Regions from separate parts of the Sus scrofa genome. Here regions 1 and 2 are each linked to region 3. A link is a contact called in public Hi-C and HiChIP or PLAC-seq data. All regions are on one chromosome and are shown on one strand. Each heading gives the region's core, a stretch centred on a gene start, on an enhancer-like site or on the middle of the called end of the contact. The rest is flanking DNA. Distances are from core to core; before and after follow the strand shown.

What was found. Hi-C and Micro-C count contacts between places; a contact is called where the count stands out from the background. HiChIP or PLAC-seq counts read pairs in DNA pulled down with a chosen protein or histone mark.
Region 1: an H3K27ac HiChIP or PLAC-seq map of alveolar macrophages shows a contact between it and region 3. The contact joins the promoter of BST2 here to the promoter of PGLS in region 3. A contact is called at or near these places in 3 of 47 Hi-C or Micro-C datasets (embryonic fibroblasts, epiblast stem cells and fetal heart ventricle) and 1 of 2 datasets of contacts at active chromatin or transcription factors (alveolar macrophages).
Region 2: a Hi-C map of liver shows a contact between it and region 3, with 2.7 times the contacts expected there. The contact joins the promoter of MVB12A here to the promoter of PGLS in region 3. A contact is called at or near these places in 1 of 47 Hi-C or Micro-C datasets (liver) and 1 of 2 datasets of contacts at active chromatin or transcription factors (alveolar macrophages).

What each region holds. Positions count from the first base shown.
Region 1 is chr2:60,302,892-60,307,055 of Sscrofa11.1, forward strand. It overlaps BST2 (bone marrow stromal cell antigen 2), which reads left to right and starts at 2,415. Exons shown (of 4, transcript NM_001161755.1): 1 at 2,415-2,708. The coding sequence starts at 2,415.
Region 2 is chr2:60,273,828-60,277,943 of Sscrofa11.1, forward strand. It overlaps MVB12A (multivesicular body subunit 12A), which reads right to left and starts at 2,145. Exons shown (of 10, transcript XM_021083558.1): 1 at 1,792-2,145; 2 at 1,562-1,660; 3 at 1,333-1,429; 4 at 14-139. The coding sequence starts at 1,589.
Region 3 is chr2:60,196,578-60,200,985 of Sscrofa11.1, forward strand. PGLS (6-phosphogluconolactonase) reads right to left here and starts at 1,460. Exons shown (of 5, transcript XM_021083556.1): 1 at 721-1,460. The coding sequence starts at 1,008.

The DNA of each region.
Region 1 (4,164 bases), core at 1,165-3,664, 110 kb after region 3:
TGGCTCAGCAGAAATGAATCTTACTAGCATCTATGATGATACAGGTTCAATCCCTGGCCTTGCTCTGTAGGTTAAGGATCTGATGTTGCCATGGGCTGTGGAGTAGGTCACAGACCTGGCTTGGATCCCACATTGCTGTGACTGTGATGCAGGCTGGCTGCTACAGCTCCAATTCTACCCCTAGCTTGGGAACTTCCATATGCCACAGGTGCAGCCCTTAAAAAAAAAAAAAAGAAAGAAAGAAAGAAAGACAAATGGATCAGATTGTACTCCCTCAAAACATGCTCCTCATTCTGAAGCCATGTTTCCACATTATCCACCTCTCCTTCTGCCCTGAGCCACAGACCGGGCTGCATATCCATTGGACACCTACTGGATGCTGAGGCACTTTATTCAAAACTCCTCTTTATTCAAAAGCTCCTCCTGATGAGGCTGCTTCTGTTATGGTCCCACTTTACAGATGAGGTAACTGAAATTCAGTAAATTTACCTGGAATCCTAAGTTGTGTCAACTTAAAAAAATATGCACAACCTGAGTGTTCCCTTCACGGCTCAGCGGTAACAAACTCAACTAGTAACTAGTATTCATGAGGACTTGGGTTCGATCCCTGGCCTTGCTCATTGGGTTAAGGATCTGGTGTGGCTGTGAGCTGTGGTGTAGGCTGGCAGCTACAGCAGCCAATTCTACCCCTAACCTGGGAACTTCCATATGCCATGGCTGCAACCAAAAAGAAAAAAAAAAAAAAAAAAAGACAAAAACCAAATATGCACAGCCTGAAAGTTGAAAGTTAAGTTTATTGGGGGTGAAATGAGGAGTTAAGCCCTGAACTCAGCATCTTTTTTTTTTTTTTTGTCTTTTGTCTTTTTTGTCTTTATAGGGCCACACCCACGGCAGGCACGGTTTCCGTTTTCCACTGCGCCACCACAGGCACTCCTGAAGTCAGCATTTTAAGTAACCCTGAAAAAAACTGCTCAGAGGAGGTGGGGGAGCTAGGATATATAGGAGTTTGGTAACAAAGGGCAGGCAGTAGGGAAAAAAGACTACTGCTAATAAAAGAAAACTAGAGGAGTTCCGGTTGTAGCTCATTTGTTAACAAATCCAACTAGGAACCATGGGGTTTCGGGTTCAATCCCTGGCCTTGCTCAGTGGGTTAAGGATCTGGCATTGCCATGAGCTGTGGTGTAGGTTGCAGACATGGCTCGGATCCCACGTTGCTGCCCACGTTGCTGTGGCTCTGGCGTAGGCCAGCGGCTACAGCTCAGATTAGACCCCTAGCCTGGGAACTTCCATGTGCCTCGGGTGCAGCCCTAAAAAGACAAAAAAAACAACCAAAAAAACAAACAACTGGATACCTCAAGTTTAGGAATTTAGTGCTTTTCTGTGTACAGGAAGATTATGCAAGGTCTGGGCTCACTGAAACCATTCCTTCAATGTGCACCTCAGCCATCTGGGGCCAGTATCCTGTGTTTTCACCTCCTGATTTTCCTCAGGGCTCACCTTAAGAAGTGGCTGCAGTCTGATGGCTGCTAGGTGGCAGGTATTCTTTCTTTCCTTCCTGAGTTCCCTTAGGGCTCACTGGCTCGCCAGTTTAGAGGTGGCTGCAATCGCTGAGGACTGGGACATCCTCTGATAACTGACATGCGGGCAAATATTTGATCTCTCAGGCGGCAGGAGCGGATTCTGGAAGTATGAGCCTGTTCCTGGCTGGAGCCTGTTGACTGGGCTGACCTCAAGTGGCCAAAAGTGGGAACCGCAGCCTTGGTCACGTGGGTCCCTCCCGCTCTTCTCCGGCTTCCCTGCAGGCTCTCACACCCTCGGTGGCTCCCTGTGGTCCTTTCCACAGGGCAAGGATGCTAAATCAACACCTGCTAGGTCGCTACGGAGACCCCTGAGCTCAAATCCCAGCCTCCTCCATCACTCCCGGGCCCTGCCCCCAGCCTGCCAACACTCAACTCTCAGCCTCACTTTCCCCAGCTGGGGACTGGACAGAAAATGCCCTAGGCCTCTTCCGGTCATGGGACAGATGAACACAAAGCTGGCATGCACCGGATGCTCAGTAACTGCAATTGTCACCCTCAGAAACTTGGAGGAGAAGGGCAGGAACTTGACATGGGGTGTTTGAGGCAGCCGCAACTCCCCTCCCACAGGATCCCACTGGCGAGCATTCAGCCCGAGGCCATAATTTGGCAGAAACTACTCACCTTTTTTTCTGGGAAAACGAAAAAAGAAACCGAAACTAAAAGCCTGGGCTGTCCTCTGCCTGTAGTAGCCCCATTCAATCATCTCCAAGTCAGGGGTTTTTCCAGCAACTTGTCATTGGTCCTCACAGCTCCTATGCTAATAAGGGGGCAGCCCCAGCCCCTAGAAGGCACTCTTACCTAACTCTTGCCCAGACTCCCTCAGCACAGACCCAGATGTCACCTAGTTTGTATTCCTACAGCCCTTTACCCATGGTGAGCTGCTTGAGGGAATCAAACCTGCGAGACAGCAGGCTGTGGCTGGTCTTCCTGCTCTGCCTGTTGGTGGTGGGTCTGCTGGTGTCTCTGATCATCTTTGCTGTCAAGGCCAACAGCAAGGGCTGCAAGGATGGCCTCCGAGCACAGCAGGAATGTCAAAACCAAACGGACCATCTGCAGCACCAGCTAACTGTGGCCCAGGAGGTCTTACAGAGGACCAAGGCCCAGTACACCGTTTGCAACCAGACTGTGGTAAGCCACCATATCCCCTAGATAGGGCCCTGGGCTTGGGGTGGGGGTGGGGGGCTCTCACAGTGTCTATATGGCAATCAAGATAGACTCTGAAACTGCCCCCTGAATGTTTCCACTGGGATTTGGGGACTGTGAAACTCTTTCGAGGGTCCTGGGGTGGGGTGGGGCCTTAAAACTCCCCAGAGCACCCAAATCAGGGTGCCTCAATATCCCTTCTAGGATGTGGGGGAATGTCCAAACTCCCTGGCACTTGTGTGAGGAGCTAGAAACTCCCTTCAGGCTCCAGTGGAGGGGTGGGGAGCCGAAGTCCTCTCTGCAGGTTGGGACGGAAAACCTTACCAGGTCGGTAAGAAAGGAGGGGCTCTCCATACATCTGCTACTTCCTGACAGACTGAAACTTTAACTTGCTTCCCTGTATGGGGGGCCTTGAAACTCCCACTGGGCCTCTAACTTGGGCTCCCCCTCCACCACAATGTTCTGGTTTGGGGAAGACCTCTCAGTCTTCTTCTTGTGTAGGCACAAGTTCACGTGCCTGATGCACAGTGAGGCCAAATGAACAGAGATGTCAGAGACTGGAGTAGAGAAAGGTTTATTGCAGGGCTGTGTAAGGAGATGGATGGCTTGTGCCCCACCGCCCCACCCCCTGCAAATCCCCAACACCCCAAAGGGTTTCAGCAAAGCTTTTTTTTTTATTTTTTGTTTTTTAATTTTTACTTTTTTAGGGCCATCCTCATGGATGCTAGTTGGGCCTGTCAAGTGCTGAGCCATGAAGGGAACTCCCAGAAAAGCATTTTTACTTTTTTTTTTTTTTTTTTTTTTTGCTTTTTAGAGCCACACCCATGGCATATGGAGGTTCCCAGGCTAGGAGTCTAATCACAGCTACAGCTGCCAGCCTACACCACAGCCACAGCAATGCAGAATCCAAGCCGTGACTGTGACCACAGCTCACAGCAACGCCAGATCCTTAACTCACTGAGTGAGGCCAGGGATCCAACCGGCAACCTCATGGTTTCTAGTCAAATTCATTTCCGAGGAGCCACAACAGGAACTCCTTTTTATTTTATTTATTTTTATTTTATTTTATTTTATTTTCAGCAAAGCAAAGCATTTTTAAAAGCTAAGTGGGGGGCAGGTCACAGGGTATGTGATTCACTCCCGCACAAGCCTCTGATTGGTTGGGGAGGTTAACAGGGACTCCTCACAGGGTTTAACTTTATCAACACTTAGATGCCAGTAGTTCTGGGGGCTGACCATGCTCATGCCCACCAAGTGGCTAAAATTGCTTCCTTTTGTGGGGGTTCACATCCGTAAAACAACTCAGGATTGGAATTCCTGCTGTGGTGCAGTGGGTTAAAATCTGGTGTTGTCTTTGTGGTAGCATGGGTTGGATCCCCAGCCCCACACAGAAGGTTAAGTATTCACCCTTGCTGCAGCTGTGACTAGGATTCCATCCCTA
Region 2 (4,116 bases), core at 895-3,394, 78 kb after region 3:
GGGGCAGCCCTACCCGACTCGAAGGTATCCAGGCACTGTCTTGGTTTTCCCACTCAGCCGGACGTCAAATACAGCCGTGTCTGCGACCCCCAAGGGTACCAGCTTAACACACATGCGTTTCTTCTTGGATACAGAGCCTCTGGGAATGGGGGGCAGAGGAGTGACAAGAGGGAAGAAGCAGGGAAGGGGTCCATAGGGCTCCAGGATGACACTGGCCAGGGTGCTGCTATTTAAGACAGCCATCTGGTTAAACCATGAATGGCAAAGCCATAGGAGGGAACTCCATGCAGCTTTGAGGACCCATTGGGACAGGGTCGTCTTTAGTGACATAGAGAGGCACTTGTAGGGTAGCTGTGGGATAAGACAGAACTCACTTTCCCCCAGCCCTCTAATCCAGAGGTCAGCAAACTAGCCTAAGAGCCAAATCTGGCCCAAAGTCTGTTTCTGTATGGCTCACCAGCTACGCATGGCTTTTACTTCTTTTTTTTTTTTTTCTTTTTAGGGCTACACCTGCGGCATATGGAGGTTCCCAGGCTAGGGGTCCAATCGGAGCTATAGCCGCCAGCCTACGCCAGAGCCACAGCAATGCAGGATCTGAGCCGCGTCTGCAACTTACACCACAGCTCACGGCAATGCCGGATCCTTAACCCACTGAGCAAGGCCAGGGATTGAACCCGCAACCTCATGGCTCCTAGACGGATTCGTTAACCACTGCACCATGACGGGAACTCCACGGCTTTTACATTTTTAAAGGGATATATATGCAACAGACACCATCTAATTTAATATATCTACTTTCTGCCCTTTTACAGACAAAGTCTGCCAAGTCCTGCACCAACAGATATATATGCTGAGAGTCAAATATAAAAGACAATACATGGAAAAGGCACAGGAGGCAGGGAGAGCCTGATGGTTAGAAAACAGAGTGGTCAGCATTGTCAGGAAAGCACCAGGGCAACTGGAGCCTGTGTGTAAGAACCTGGAAATGTAAAACAGAACTGCGCAAGATTCAGCCTGGCTACAACCTAAGAAGAAGGTGTATTAGTAACATTAAATAAAACAGGTCGCAATGACCGAACACTTACTCTAGAACAGAGGCTTCCAATCGAACATTTTTACGCAGGGCGGGGCACATTTTCCCCGTACAGGATCAGAACTCTAAGTCCTCAGCCAACACTGTCATTACCAAGTGCTGTCGAGGGGGTGGCCAAGGCTCAAAACTCACGCGCCTATGGTCTCTCCATTCCCTCCCCGCTCTTTCCCGCAGAGACTCGAATGTGCCCTTCACCTCCAACCCCGCCCCACCCCACCCCCGCCTTCGACAGGACTCACTGGAGTCTACGGGGTCGCAGACAGGGGAGAATCCCGGCGGGAGAGGGCTCTTGTCCACCAGGATCTGGATATCGACCACCACGTTCTCCTGTGGATTCTGGGATGGGATGGGGTGGGGGGACGCGGTGGGGAACACAGCAAGAGTGACCGGCACGCCTCGGGCAGCACCCCGCGAATGGACAGGGGGAGTGGAAGGACCCCAGGGATTCCGAAGGTGGGCGCCCCTTACCTCTAGGCTGCCCAAAGGATTGAGACATAGGAAGTAGCCGGATTTCTGCGCGAAGGTCTTGCCGAAGCTGGCGGGAGCTCCCTCCACGGTGCAGGAGATCTATGGCACGGACGCGGGTCAGCGCCAGCCAGGCTCTTACCTGGCCGCAGCCACCTCTGCCCCCATTCAACCCCTCGCCCCTAGTGCCACCGCCTCTCCCTACACTTCCCCGGTTCCCCGACGTCGCTTACCGCACTGAATCCCCTTGGCGGAGGCGCCGAGGCCGACGACCAGGCCAGGCCAGCCAACGGGGCCGCGTCGGTCCCGGGCCCCGGATCCATCCTCCGAACCAAGATCCAAAGGCGATGGACCGCCTTGGACCTCCCAGCCGCGGCCGGACGGCGGAGTTTGGCCACGAAACTGAACTACAACTCCCAGATAGCCTTGCGAGGTCGGGAGTCCAGGAGGCGTCGTTTGCGCGTTCCGGGAAAGCTGTCGGCCAACTGCGTGCGTCCCCCAGGTGTGCCAGTGAGCGACGTTTGCGGAAAATTGTCTCCTTTTTTTTCCCCCTCACGCCCATCAACTTCCGCCGGAAATGTCTCGCTAGCAGCAAACCGGAACTACGTTCCCCAGAATCCTTTGCAGTGTCAACCTCTCTTCCAAAGTTGACGTCAGTATTCCCCAGAATTTGAGAGTGAGCTGTGAAAAACTCACAATTCCAGAAGTCACCCCAAAGAAGACTTTCATGAGTTATGCAACGGTTAGTTTAAATAAAAATACCGACCAACTTGAGCCTTGAAATCTTGGTGTAACTTGAGAACTTGTTCACATACACATTTTTTAAAATGAGACAAGAAAGTGCTCAGTATGGAGACAAACTTTTACACCCCTCAGAAGTAAAATATGGAAAATTAGGGAACAGAAGGTTTACTCCTGTGTAGTTTCCAGTTTTCTGCAATGTCATAGGTTAGCCCACTGCCTGTTTTTTGTACCACCTGTTAGCAAGGAATGGTGGGGGTTTTTTGTGTGTGTGGTGCTTTTAGGGCCGCACCCAAGGCATATGGAGGTTCCCAGGCTAGGGGTCAAACCTGAGCTGTAGCCGCTGGCCTACACCACAGCTACAGCCACGACATATCCAAGCCGGGTCTGTCGCCTATACCACAGCTCACGGCAATGGCGGTATCCTTAACCCACTGAGCGAGGCCAAGGATGGAACCTGCGTCCTCATGGATACTAGTCAGAGTATCTGCTGAGCCACAAGGGGAACCACTGAGTGAGGCCAGGGATCAAACCCACAACCTCATGGTTCCTAGTCGGATTCGTTAACCACTGAGCCACAACGAGAACTCCATTTTTTTTTTTTTTTTTCTTTTAGGGTTAGACTTTATTTTGTTACCAATATTCTGTTTTTATTTCTGGGGATTTTTTTTTTTTTAAGGATCTACCATTGCGGTGAGCTGTGGTGTAGGTCGCAGATGCGGCTCGGATCCCATGTTGCTGTGGCTCTGGCATAGGCCAGCAGCTACAGCTTCGATTCGACCCCCAGCCTGGGAACCTCCATATGCCGTGGGAGCAGCCCAAGAAATGGCAAAAAGACAAAAAAAAAAAAAAAAAAGAAGAAGAAGAAGATAAGAATACTTTTGCACCAAGTGCCCTGTGATCTGAAGCACTGATTTATTGAGTCCCTGAGGCTAGGAATCAATCAGGGCATTCCTTTGTGTCCGAATGTGCTTTAATAAAGATATTATAGGGGAGTTCCTGCTGTGGTGCAAAGAGATCAGGGGCATCTCTGGAGCCCTGTGCCCAGCGGGTTGAGGATCCAGCATTCCCCCAGTTGCGACTTAAGTTACAACTGTGGCTTGGATGTGATCCCTGGCCCCAGGAATGCCATATGCTGTGGGGTGGCCAAAAAAGAAAAGAAAAAGAAAAAAGATGCTACATGAGAGCTCCCTGGTGGTTCAGTGGGTTAAGGATCCAGTTTTGTCACTGCTGTGGCACAGGTTCAATCCCTGGCCCGAAAAGTTCCACATGCCATGGGAGCAGCCAAAAAAAAAAAGATGCTACATCCCCAGTCTGATCAGATATGAACATACAACTTTCCATTCCACTTGGATAATTAGTCATGTCCAAGGCCATCCTATTTTGGAGGACATCTTTTCACGTTACAGACGTTTCAGTATTCAGTAAGGGCAGACTTTGTCAGCTCTCATTTAAGTCTTGCTGGGTTAATTGAATAAGAGCTTCTATGTGTCCTATAATGTCCTCCAGGCCAATAGAGGGGACAAGACAGTGGCCGAATGATCATAGCAGTGGAAAACAGAACATGCCCATCCAGCCTTGAGGAGAGGGTGTTGGCAACTCTCCCCACACCCAGGGTGCATCAGCCCGACCATCAAAGTGGAAGCCATGGCCTGAGATTTTTGCCACATATCCATTGGGTCCCATTTAGAGTTACTCAAGAAATACATGGGCAGCGTGACCAGTCAGTACCAAACCATTTGCTATCCTTTAATATGACAGAATGACTGGAGCACAGTGGGGCTCAGTCACATATCTGCAGTGCAGGGACATAGGTT
Region 3 (4,408 bases), core at 210-2,709:
CACAGCTGAGGTGCCTATCAACGGAGTGATTCCAGTAAAGCCACACACTGACTTCTTCCCATAGAAACTGGTCTTCTGTAAATCAGGTTTCCGTGTAAATCTTTTGTTCTTACTACCAGACCTTTGTTGAAAATTCTCCTATATACCCTAGCGACCTGCCCCTCCCAGCCCCGCCTCCTTGGAGGTTGCTCAGGGCTACCTGAGATGCTGTCTCCCAGGCTTAGGTCCTAATTTTGTTTTTTGCCCCCAATAAAACTTAACTCAGCTTTCAGGTTGTGCATTTTTTTCAAAGTGGACACATACCAGATCCCTCCTGCCTGGCTCTTCTTTCAATGCTTTTGCACGCTACAAGGCTGCTGGCGCCAGAACTTCTTTAGGACCCTGCAATGGAGCACTCTGTTTCACCTCCACGCTTTTGCCCATGCCATTCCCTCTGGCCGGCTACCAGATAAAGCATCAAGGGGCTTAAAGGTCTCCACTGCTCCGCCCAGAGGGCAGTGGAGGTGCCGTCCAGATGGGACCTTGAGGAACCCAGATGACAGTTCCCAGCTCAAGTCCAGACAGAGGCGGGGCACAGTGTGACCCTGCATGACCTCCGTGGCCGGTTTCAGGCGGTGGGCGCAGCCAGCTTGAAATGACCCCCAGGGGCCCCCGTAGCTGCGTTCGTAGGACGGGGGCGGCCCTCTTAACGTGACCCCCAGCGGCCCCCGTAGCTCTCACCCGGTAGAGCCCGTACGTGCTCTCGGCGTGCTCGAAGGGCACCAGGCGCTCGTCGCAGAAGCCCAGAGTCCAGCGCGCGAGGTTGGCGGCCCCGGCCGGGGCAGCGGAGGCGGGCAGCTCGCGGGCCAGCATGGAGACAAGGCTACCGCCTGACAGGCCAAGCGCGAAGCGGCCGCGGGCCCCCGCCAGGCAGCACGCTGCCTGCTGCGCTACCAGTTGCGCCAGCGACGCGCCCAGCTCCTGCGGGCTCGAGAAAACCGAGATGAGGCCGGGGGCCGGCGCGGCCATGGCGGCGGCGGCGGCGGCGGCAGCAGGGAGGCGGAAACCCTCCCGGCAGCCACCAGTGCGTCTGCGCAAAGGCCAGTTCTGCCACACAGCGCTCCCGGCCTTTGGGCGGCTGTCTTAGGCACATGCGCAGTCCCACGAGTGAAGTCCTGGCAGGCCGTGCAGTCTGTCTGGCTGCGCTTCTTTCACTCTGCAGGGTGTTTAAGCTCTATCTTGGGCTGCAGCAGGCTCGCAGTGCGCTCAACTTCCCAGTGTCAGGAGGCGGGGCCGCAGAGGGGAATTCAGAGCATCCAGGCTCCTAGAAGGGGACCTGGGGTGTGATGGAGTGGAGGGAGGAGATGGGAGATTTCCCGGAGGAAGGTGTATTTTTGGTGGACGTTGAAATTCCTGAACCTTCTAACGTGTTTATCTTGGTGTGTGTTGTCTCTCTCTCTCTTTAAAATATAAGCTTGATCCATGAGACGCGTGGTCAATCCCTGGCCTCTCTCAGTGGGTTAAGGATCTGGCGTTGCTGTGAGTTGCGGTGTAGGTCGCAGATGCGGCTCAGATCCCTCCTTGCTGTGGCTCTGGCGTAGGCCGGGGACTACAGCTCGGATTCGATGCCTAGCCCGGGAACCTACATATGCCGCTGGTGCGGCCCTAAAAGCCAAAAAAAAAAAAAAAAAAAAAAAAAAAATATATATATATATATATGTATGCATGTATGCTTGATGAGGCGAGGGATATTTGTTTTGTTCACTGAGTCCTTGAAAGCTCTCTGAACTCAGTTAACAGAATGAAAATAGACTTGTTGAATTTCTCCTGCATATTCTCCCTGGAGACCTCTTTGTGTCTCTGAGGACTCAGAAGCCTCCATCCTGGCTCTGGCCTGGAGAAGTTCCGGAACTGCGGCAAGTGGACCTTGGTTAATAAGATAGAGTATGCAGGGGATAACATGGGCAAGGAGGGCTGGAAGGGGCAGGAGGCCTGGTGGGCCAGGGCAGCCTGACCACATATCAAAGCCAGGGAGTTTAGGAGTGTGTAAGTGCAATGAGATTTGCATGGGTAGTGCATCTTTAAAAGCAGTAGCAAATTAAAACAATTCTATTTACAGCAGCATCAAAGAGAGTACTTAATAAATTTAGCAGAAGAGGTGCAAGACTTGTACCCTGAAAATCAAAACTTTGCTGAAAAAGTTTTTTAAATGATCTAATTAAATGAAAACATATCCCATGTTCACAGATTGGAAGATTTCATAATGTTAAGACAGCAACCCTCCCCAGATTGGCCTATAGCTACAGCACGATCCCTATCAAAATTCCGAGAGACTTTTTTGTAGAAAATGACAAGCTTATCCTAAAATTCATATGGAATTGCAAGGGACCCCAGAATAGCCAAGCCAATCTTGAACTAAATTAGGGGACTCAAACATCTTGATTTCAAGATTACTACAAAGGGAGTTCCCATTGTGGCACAGTGGAACAAATCCAACCAGGGACCATGAGGTTGAGGGTTCAATCCCTGGCCTCGCTCAGTGGGTTAAGGATACAGCGTTGCCCTGAGCTGTGGTATAGGATCCTGCGTTGCTTTGGGTGTGGCATAGGCTGGCAGCTATAGCTCCAATTCGACCCCTAGCCTAGGAACCTCCACATGCCATGGTTACGGCCCTAAAAAGCAAAAAACGAACAAACAAAACACTACAAAGCTACAGTCATCAGTGTGGTATTGGCATAAGAATAGACAACTATATCAGTGGGATAGAGCTGTGATATAAAAGCAGCAAACCATATGTCCATCATCAATGGATCTTCAACAAGGGTGCCAGGACCATTCAAGGGGAAAAAGAATAATCTTTTCAACAAGTGGTAAAGTAGTGGGACAACTAGACTGTCACTTGGAAAAGAATGAAGTTGAACCTCATAGTAGGCGAAATGATGGGCCTGAAATTTGTCCACTTCCTAACTCCTGAAACCTGTGAATGTTAGATCACTTGGCAAGGGGAATTAAGGTTGCAGATAGAATTAGGTTGCTAATCAACTGTCCTTAAAGGAGATTACTTGGGTGGACACAGTGTAATCACAAGGGTCACTAAAAGTGGAAGGAGGACCAGAGAACTGACAGCATGAAACAGACTCAACCCACTGTTGCTGGCTTTGAAGACGGAGGAAGAGGCTATGAGCCAAAGAAGATGGGCAGTATCTAAACACTGGAAAAGGAAAAGGAATGGGTTCTCTCAGAAGCTCCACAGGGAATGTGGCCCTACCAAACCTTGATTTTAGCCAAGTAAAATCCATTTCTGACTTCTTAACCTCCAGGAACTATAAAATAATTGGTGTTATTTTAAACCACTAAGTATGTGGCGATTTGTTACAGCAGCACTAGAAAACTAATACAGATCCCTACCTCACACCATATATAAAAATTAAAATTGATCAAAGACCTAAACGTCAGAGCTAAAACTAAAAAAATTTCTTACAAGAAAACAAATGAGTAAATCTTTATGACCTCGGGTTAGACAATGACTCCAAAAGCAAGAGCAACAAAAGACAGGTAAACTGGTTTCATCAAAATGAAAAACTCTTGTCTTTCAAAAGATACCAAGAAAGGATACCAGGACAGTGAAAAGACAACGCATAGGATGGGAGAAATTTGAAATCATCCATCTTATAATATTTGAGTGTACTGAATATGTTAAGAACTCTTACAACTCTAAAAAGAGAACCCAGGAGTTCCTGTCGTGGCACAGCAGAAACAAATCCGACTAGGAACCATGAGGTTGTGGGTTCAATCCCTGGCCTTGCTCAGTGGATTAAGGATCCTGCATTGCCATGAGCTGTGGTGTAGGTCGCAGATGCAGCTTAGATCTGATGTTTCTGTGGCTGTGGTGTAGGCCAGCAGCTGTAGCTCTGATTCAACCCCTAGCCTGGGACCCTCCATATGCTATGGGTGAAGTCCTAAAAAAGCAAAAACAAACAAAAAAACCCAAAAACAACAACAACAAAAAATACAAGATACTACTCCATACCCACTAGAATGTCTCCAATAAAAAAATAAGTGCTGACGAGGTTGTGGGAAATCGGAACATTCAACCACCGCTGCTGGTGGGAATAAAAAACAGTGCAGTCACCTTGGAAATCAGCCTGGCAGTTCCTCAACAGTTTAAACATAGAGTGTGTTTAACCATAGTGTGACCTAGGAGTTCCCGTTGTGGCTCAGTGGTTAATGAATCCGACTAGGAACCATGAGGTTGCAGGTTCGATTCCTGGTTTCGCTCTGTGGGTTAAGGATCTGGCATTGCCATGACCTTTGGTATAGGTTGCAGACACAGCTTGGATCCCGCATTGCTGTGGCTCTGGCGTAGGCTGGCAGCTACAGCTCCAATTAGACCCCTAGCCTGGGAACCTCCATGTGCTGCGGGAGCGGC